3 separate regions of the Mus musculus genome follow, and all the other regions are linked to region 1. A link is a contact called in public Hi-C data. All regions are on one chromosome and are shown on one strand. The core of a region is the stretch at or near the end of the contact, and the rest is flanking DNA. Distances in the headings are between cores, read along the strand shown. Region 1 has its middle 72 kb from the start of Mir680-3. Region 2 has its middle 41 kb from the start of Agr3. Region 3 has its middle 87 kb from the start of Gm40388.

Region 1 (2,677 bases), core at 99-2,598:
GGACAGCAAAAGCATTTTAGGAGGAAGCAGGCTTATTAAAATACTTTGAAAGATGGGACCCAATTCAGTAAGCATGAAAGCTGTGATTCATGCAGCTCATTTTCTTCCCTGACAGTAACAGGCTTGATACGGAAATAAAATAAGTCCTGTCTCTGCCAAGCACATCCCAAGTTACAGACAAACATGAGTTCTGTTTCCCAAACACTTCCTTTACTTTATAATTCTGTAATTACAAATTTTACGGTTCAACTGGGCAAGCATGGGATCCTGAATCAGAACTGAATAATATTTGAGGCATAAAACTGAAGTGAAGTTGAGGATGTGGATTTTTCAAACTCTCTTCTCTTAAATGGATAAGGAGGAATTAAAGAGAGTGTGTGAGGACAGTGCCTGAGTCCTGCTCAGTAAACTGCCTGCAACCAGGAAAGCTGGAATACAAATGACCTATATGATATGTCAAATATAAGTTAGGACACTTCAATGATTTAACTTCTACTGGCTATTGTATGTTGGCTCCACAAACAGTCTTTCAGCTATAGCCTCTTGCAGCCACTAACTAGAGTTTGGTCAGCCCCTGGTAAGCAGCCTGCTTGCATAAATGACCATGGAAAGCAGCAGAAAACAGTGAACTTCTGCACAGTCCACTTAGGTTTTAGGAACATAGCTTCCCTTTCCATATACTCCCATTCCTTTTAGCCCCATGGCTGTTGATAACTGCAGATAGCATCCTTCCTTGTAGAAATTCCTCCTGGAACCCAAAATGCCTTCCTAGTTATCAAACCATCCAGAGAAGAATACCAACACAGCCTTCCATGTTTCCCACCCTCTTCCCTTTTCCAAGTAATCCTTGCAATCATTCCTGTGATTGAACTGGGATGCTCAAAAGTATCACATTTCCCAAGATGGCATCAGAGATGAGCTAAAGATCTCTCAGGGAGGCAGGCCCCAGGTATCGGTAGTGTGGCAAGCCCCGGGCTGATGTTGGAGTCCAGTTAAGGCTGAGACAGTTCCTTTTTGCTGAGACTGACTGTAGGAATCTTGCATTTGCTGCCTCTTAAGTCATGACAGATGGCGGTATTTTCTCTAAATATTAATACTACTCTTTTCAACTATAGAGCCTAGATACCCATTCCAGGAAGCATTCTCTTCAATATCCTGTTAAGCAAGGATGAAACAGCAGGCTCCAGCAAGGAATGTGCCGAAGGTCTCCTGTCTTCCTTAGCATTGGCCCCCTCAACAGGGAGATGGTCATAAAGTTAACCCGTACCCAGTGTTTGTTCTGAAAATGAGTTGCACAGATGCCTGCTGTCAGCTTGCCTTCTAGCTACTCATTGTCAGGACAAAGGAAAGCAGAAGTCACATGTGGCTGGTGGCTGGCGGCTGGCATTCTCTCTCCCTCCTTGTGGAAGAGATGCATGTTGCTGAGGCTTTTTTTGTTGTGGTTTTAACCCCTGGTGCTTTGGTTGTAGTGGTTTGTAAAATGAGTGTAGTTGGGAGAAAATTTTCCATCTGTGAAACCGGGGAACACCACTCTAAATTGTGAGGAGTAAAGGAAGAAGAATTCTGTTACAAAGATAGCCAGCTGCCTCAGAGATGCGGTGATGAAATCCTGCACAGGCTGAGGATAAACAGATACTTTGTGGCGGAAAGGACTGAGAATTTGGAATCTGGAACCTCCATTCTGCCTTTGACTCAGCTGGTGTCTGCATTGGGAGGGCTAGAAAGCAGTGGTTAATAACCAGATACATAAGTCTACATCCACCAGGCAGAGAGCCAGTCCTGGCTTTGCTGTTGATGGGACAAGTCTTTACTCTGTGTCTCAGTTTCCTCACATCTAAAGAGGAGAACATAATGGTACCTGCATTGAAATTTTCACGATTAAATTAGTATGTATTCTAATGATCTGTAAGATTTCAAATAATCATAAATTAGACACTTCATCTCTCTCCCCTCTTTAAATTCTTTATTATTATGTGCTAACCTGTAACTTTCCAAGTTCCCTCCTTCAATGTAATGATCCTGCATAGTTAGGCATTTTTCTTCTTTTTCTTACTTTTAGTACAATTAGCATTCAAATAGATGGAAACCACAGAGCAATGTATTACAATCAATTAATGATATGCCAGAAAATTATGTTAAAATATCCAAACCATGATTTAAAAAAAAAAAAACCCAGCTCACTGTTTAGGAAGAGTTGTTCTTGGCAGTGAGAAAAACAGCCCATTGTCCCAGATAAGTTATGAGTTTAGAGAACTGGACCCTGAGGAGAAGTCACCAGTAACCCCCACAGTCTGGTCCCAAATTCACAGTAACTGGACCTCATGTCTTGGCTCCCGCTTTTCCTCGACCTGGGATTAATTTTGGCTCCATCTGGCTGCAGAATGCAGAGCTGCCCTTAAATGACTCACTTGGTTAAGAGCACCCCATCTTAACTAGAATCTCTCTCCTGCAGAGTGTACTGGGTTGTACTGAGAATCTTTGTCTTCTGTGTACTTGTCTTGCTTTCAGTGTAGTCTGTGGAGCTCCTAGCTACACCACATAGTACATCATACCCCACAGACTTGAGGAGAAAAGTTTTATTCTTTCATAAATTTAAAACGATTTTTTTTATAACTAGTAGTTTTAATTTTCTATGCAATTCAAAGAAAATATAGAGATAGTCATATGACACCCTGTC
Region 2 (2,677 bases), core at 55-2,554, 620 kb after region 1:
TTCAGGTCCCTCAGAAAACTGTTGCACAGGTTAGCATGGCATGAACATGTCAGTACTTATTGACAAGACCCTGGAAACTGTGTAGCAGAGGCAAGCCTCAGCACAGGTGGCATGCAGCACCTCAGCTGAGCGCTATGAGGAAGTCCCACAAATCAGAGGCCCCAGGGAACTAATCCTGGTTCGTAACACATAACATGCTTGCATGATCTTGTTTGGCATTGTGACTTACCTACAAATCTATTACTTGACTTATATAAACTCTAGCATATGCAATAATGTGGCTTGTTATACTGTTATTATAAATATATGTCTTTATTACTTTGTTTAATCTTCAATCCCTGAGAAATCCAATGGTTTTTATTTTTATTTTTTAATTTTCTTTACTAAGTCAACATTCCACAAAGTGTACTCTATGAGTCAGACAACCAGGGCCATGTGGTAATCATGTCCTGGACGTCTTTTCAGACCCTAGCTATTGAAAATGGGCCTTCTGGGTATCTCTACTCCTCCGATCCCTAGCTCTTCAGTCTGTGTATAATTAAGCACTGCAGGAGAAGCAAAAGAATTGGCCTGTGCCACCCATGTAGTATGGGAATGGGAGCCCACAACACTGTGACAGTTCTCTGGGTCTTCTTGGGGTGGGGGTAGGCGGTCCACTGTGGGAGTTTCAGGGTGAAGAAGCTGATGGGATCTGAGGAAGTGTGAGGTCCAAGTTTTATCCAGGACATGCCTAGAGAGAAATGGGAAAACCTATGGGTCAGCAGTAGTTTTGGTAGTTTAAGGAAGAGGTTTAAGGAGGAGCCACTGTTGGCATTTATATTTCGACCTTCATATAAACAATTTGCTGAAAGTAATTATCATTATTTTTTTTCTTTCCTTGAGACATTATATAGCCTTGCTGACCTGGAGCTTGTTATATAGACCAGACTGTCTTCAAACTCCTGGAGATCTGCCTGCTTCTGCCTCCCAAGTGCTGACATTAAAGGGGCAACTGCACCCAGCAAATGGATCTCTCTTTAGAGCTTTACATTTCTAAAAGGGGTATAGGAGGTTTGAGACTGCAAGCCCACATCCAAGGAGCAATAATTAACTCCACACACACTGAGGAAACATGTCAGAGAACAGGAAACATTGCCATCTTCTGCCTATATGAGAATGCTGCTTTTCTTTTTTTAAAACAAACAAACAAACAAAAAAACAAACAAACAAGCAAACAAAAACAAAGAGCTTTGTTCTGATCAAGACCAAGCTACTATTAGAATGTGTGGTCGGTGAGCACATAGCGCCACCTTGTGCAGCTGGGTGCCCTGTGAATGTCTCCTGTGTAGGAAAAATGTAAGCAGCAGAAGTGGAGGTTGTCTCACAGTGGGAGCCAATTCAAGTAAGCAGGCTTTTAGTGTGCAAACATAACTGTGTAAACAAATTCCCAGTTCTTTGCAAAGCAAAGCAGTGGGACCCATAGAAAAACAAAAAGACTAGTTTCTAAGCAGAGCAGGGGATGAGTCTGTTATGAGGGAAAAGTCACAAAAATAAGGTTGGGGGAAGGGAGGAATAACACGGGGAGGAACCAGAGGGAAGGGGAAGCGAGAAACAGGGTCTTAAAAAGGGAAGCAGCTTGAAGAGAGTTCGAGCGGTGTTGGAAGAGAGAACAGCGGAAAAGTAACTGTGGCACCCGTAAACCACAGCAACTAAGACACAGCCCCACCTGCACGCCTCCCCTCCCAGTGGATGTTTTAAGGTGGACAGTGACTTCCAAGTTCTGGCTCCCAGTCTCTGGAACTCCCAGTCTGCCCATTCCGCTGAGCTCTTCCGAAAAAAAAAAAAAATCGCACAGTGAAATCATGAATGTTTTAACGAAACTCGTAGCCTCCGATGAAAATCTAGAAAAGCCCTCAAGAAAACATGTTAGGCATCCGTTGATGTTTGTTTAATTCTTGTCGGGAGCCAAGTGAAAATGTTTGCATGTGCAATCTGTGCACAGTCATCGATCTGGTTCCATCAGGATGTAGCAGAGAGCAGCTGAGAGAAGTCAGGAAAGCCCAAAGGCGCCCGGCAGCCATTATCCCTATTTGGCCCCATTTTAACACTGAAGTTACCTTTCTATTAACTTTAAAAACTTACCATGACTCTATGGTCTTCTGATCCTGGGGATTGTGGTCACCATTGCTTCTTCCTATTCTAAGGCAGAAACGATCTCTCTTTGCTTGGAGAGAATCTAAACGGCCCTGAGTTCTTTGAGGAAACATAACACGGATGGACTCCTTAGAAGAGTCAATAATGGGTGACCATTTTTTAACTTATTCGTTAGTTATTTAATTAGTTATCCCCTTTATTCTAGTAAAGAATAAATCGTTCTTAGTCCTGTGTCTAAGAGAGGAGTGTTGGTAGAAACAAGTAAAAACGTATGATCTGAAAGATGGAGCACCTGTTAGGAGCTCTTTTGCTGCTCTTTCTGAGGATCTGAGTTCGATTCCCAGCACCCAAGTTATATGGTTCACAGCTGCACATAACTTCAGCTCCAGGAGATCCGATACCACGGGTTCTTGCATACACCTGCCATACAGACACTGAGACAAATATGTATCCTTACATGAAAATAAATCTTTGTTAAAAATTAACTCCCAGCAGATTCTGTGTTGCAGTCTATTTCTGTTCATCTAGATCCTTGCCCCCTGGA
Region 3 (2,677 bases), core at 109-2,608, 570 kb after region 1:
GTGTGAACAGCATTATCAACAACAGCCACAGTTAACTGGTTTTCCCTGAATATTTCCTATACAATAGGGACTTTGTTCCAGTTTCTTTATATTTCCATAGCCCTTACACAGTTGTAGCTTTGAAAATGCATCTCTTCTTTCTTTATTACAAATTCTGTGTAGGGTGAAACAGAACAGAACATATATACACCTACCACGAGTGGCAAGTGTAAAATTCCTCCTCCTTTCCTTTGCCATGTAAATTAAATAATAATTAACTTTAGATTAATTAGATCAGGGTCCTTACTAATCTTGGAGAACTGGTTGCCTTCAGAGTTGTTCAAAGATCACGTTCTGGGGAACAGAGAAATTACTAACTGATGTTAACTTCCTTCCAAATATTATAAACATGCCGTTCCTCATACTCCTCTCAAACTAATTGATCCATGTCCCATTCTGCTGTTCCCTTTCCCAGAAGTGCAGTCATGTTCTGATCCATTTTCTCTGGGTTGTTTATGGACTGAGATGAGGAAAAGAAGCAGAGAAATCTTGAGATTAGTTCTCCTGGAGTCTAATCCTTTCCTGGGATGTCTACTCAGAGCTCAGCCTCTTTCAGCAGCACTAGTAAGCAGACACTGGAAGGCTTTGCTTAAGAATGCTTTCACCCCACCTGCTCTATAACTCTTTTGCCACCTATGAGGTCATCTACTCCCTATCCTCCCTCCCCCTGTATGTGGGGGTGGGAAAGATCTGCAATGCCCCTGGCAACAGTCTCAGTAAAAGAGTTTGGTTGAGTTGTTTACTATCCTTGAAGCAACACTAGACAGGAGATGAAAACAGAAGAGGTGAACTGGAGTCATGCACCCAACATTAGAAAAGAAAAGGCAACGTTCTAGACAAATCACATGGCTTGGGAACAGGGCAAGGACCTAGCAGGAAAGAAAATTGCTTACTAAATGCTCCCTCTTGAAAACTTACAGGAGAAGATTTTTCAAGAAGTAAAAGATTCATAACCCTATGATTCAAGAATCTGGAAGTGAGTGTGACTCATTCTGGTTGCAAGGCAGAGAAAAGGCTGTTCTGACTGAGTAACTAGCAATCTCTAGAGAGGAGCAGGGAAATGAGGAAGCTGAAGAATGCTCTGTGGATACACAGACCACAGGAACAAAAACAAACAGAAAAGTAGGCTAACAAGACTAATTTCCAGATGAAACATCTCTACATTTTTATAGTCAGTAGAGCGGCTTTATTCGTAGTTTTTGCAGCAAAAACAATGGTCAAAAACAGGAGATTTATTCCTTAGGGCAAATACAAGACCAAAGGATATAAGGAAAGAATGCCTGTGGGCTGGGGCTATAGCTCGGTGAGTAGAATGTTTGCCTGGAATGCACAACACCCTGAGCTTGATCCCCTTTAATCCCAGCACTTGAGAGGTAAAGGCAAGAAGATCAAAAGTCAAAGAGCATCTTTGGCTACATGGAAAGTTGGAGGCAGACTGAGCTACATGAGACATTCTTAAGAAAGAGAAGAAAGGGAGGAGAAGGGAGGGTAAGAGAGGGGAGAGGAGAGGAGAAGAGAGGAGAGGAGAATGCCTACTTAGCCTCTTTCAGTCATGGGAGAGATGAGTCTGCATCACCAAGTAGCTGTTCTTATCCTAAGTAATCTAAATCAATTTCACTAGCGTGAAAAACTAACCTGCTCAAATATTGTATGATTTGTTCTCTTACTGCCATCTTGTGAAGTTCTAGACAAAGTGGATGACATTATCTCCATAGAAAATGTCTTATTCCTTCCTAGAAGACAGAAGCCATGGATGGAGTGCCAGCGGCTTGCTGCACCTTGATACTGAAAGCCAAGTACTAGAATACTGAGGAGCACAACGTCAACCACTGGCTTGCTCCTCTTCTGGAACTTGTTTGCCTCTGGGTGGTAAAAGGGTAACATGTTCCCCGACTTAGAACCAATTTTAACAGCATTGAAAAATGTAGATCCAATTCTGTATCAGCTTATCTTAAACCAACAAGATAAGAGGAGAGAGACATTTCGTCAATACAGTCAAGGGTCTGATTTGGCTGGGCCTGGAGTGGGGAGCAACCCCACATCCTCTAGGGACTCTTAAGATCATCAAATGGCTTCACATTAACTGCATTTCCTAGTAGAAAAAGTGCAGCTTGGGCAAGCAAGAGTTCTCAAAATGTGACTCAATGATAGTTTGGTGGGGACAAAGAAGGAAACGCTGGGAGAATTGGGGCTTGGGGTTCTTTTGTTTTGTTTTCAACCTCAGCAGGGTCTGAGGGCACAGTCTCTGTCCAGATGGTGTCTCTAAAAGACAGAAGATGTGAGAAGCACAACCGGTTCCTCCAGCTGCTTGAGCAGACCTGAGTCTCCAGAAGTACATGACACATAATGGGGTCCGACATACCAGAGACACACAAAATGGTGCCAAGCCCAGGGCATTGCCTGCTTCCTGCCCTCTGTCCACAAACACACTGCTAGGACATGCTGTTCCTCACGTACACCCTCACATTACACAGTTGCACACCATTCAAGATTATTGGACTATAGCTGACTGAATGAAGTATGTATACATATGCCAGTGAAATCCTGAATTAACCTAGATCTGCACTCTGGTGCTGGTCTCCAAAGTCTTCTTCCCAGATAACTCATTGTGTCTTCACCACCCTCACCCTCCATGCTA

What was found. A called contact is a pair of places that touch in the nucleus more often than the background predicts.
Region 2: a contact with region 1 is called in a Hi-C map of bone marrow-derived macrophages, with 14 read pairs. The contact joins two enhancer-like sites. A contact is called at or near these places in 1 of 15 datasets of contacts at CTCF or cohesin (the NIH/3T3 cell line) and 1 of 484 Hi-C or Micro-C datasets (bone marrow-derived macrophages).
Region 3: a Hi-C map of bone marrow-derived macrophages shows a contact between it and region 1, with 14 read pairs. The contact joins two enhancer-like sites. A contact is called at or near these places in 1 of 15 datasets of contacts at CTCF or cohesin (the NIH/3T3 cell line) and 2 of 484 Hi-C or Micro-C datasets (bone marrow-derived macrophages and embryonic fibroblasts).

Annotation. Positions count from the first base shown.
Region 1 is chr12:35,265,868-35,268,544 of GRCm38.p6, forward strand. No RefSeq gene overlaps it. Among named protein-coding and RNA genes, the nearest start is that of Mir680-3, 72 kb to the left of the region's middle. Within about 2 kb of position 1,349, at least 20 of the 459 cell types and tissues checked have an H3K27ac peak or open chromatin away from gene starts, as enhancers often do. A contact at or near this core is called in bone marrow-derived macrophages, where this site is marked.
Region 2 is chr12:35,883,782-35,886,458 of GRCm38.p6, forward strand. No RefSeq gene overlaps it. Among named protein-coding and RNA genes, the nearest start is that of Agr3, 41 kb to the right of the region's middle. Within about 2 kb of position 1,305, at least 32 of the 459 cell types and tissues checked have an H3K27ac peak or open chromatin away from gene starts, as enhancers often do. A contact at or near this core is called in bone marrow-derived macrophages, where this site is marked.
Region 3 is chr12:35,832,438-35,835,114 of GRCm38.p6, forward strand. No RefSeq gene overlaps it. Among named protein-coding and RNA genes, the nearest start is that of Gm40388, 87 kb to the left of the region's middle. Within about 2 kb of position 1,359, at least 100 of the 459 cell types and tissues checked have an H3K27ac peak or open chromatin away from gene starts, as enhancers often do. A contact at or near this core is called in bone marrow-derived macrophages, where this site is marked.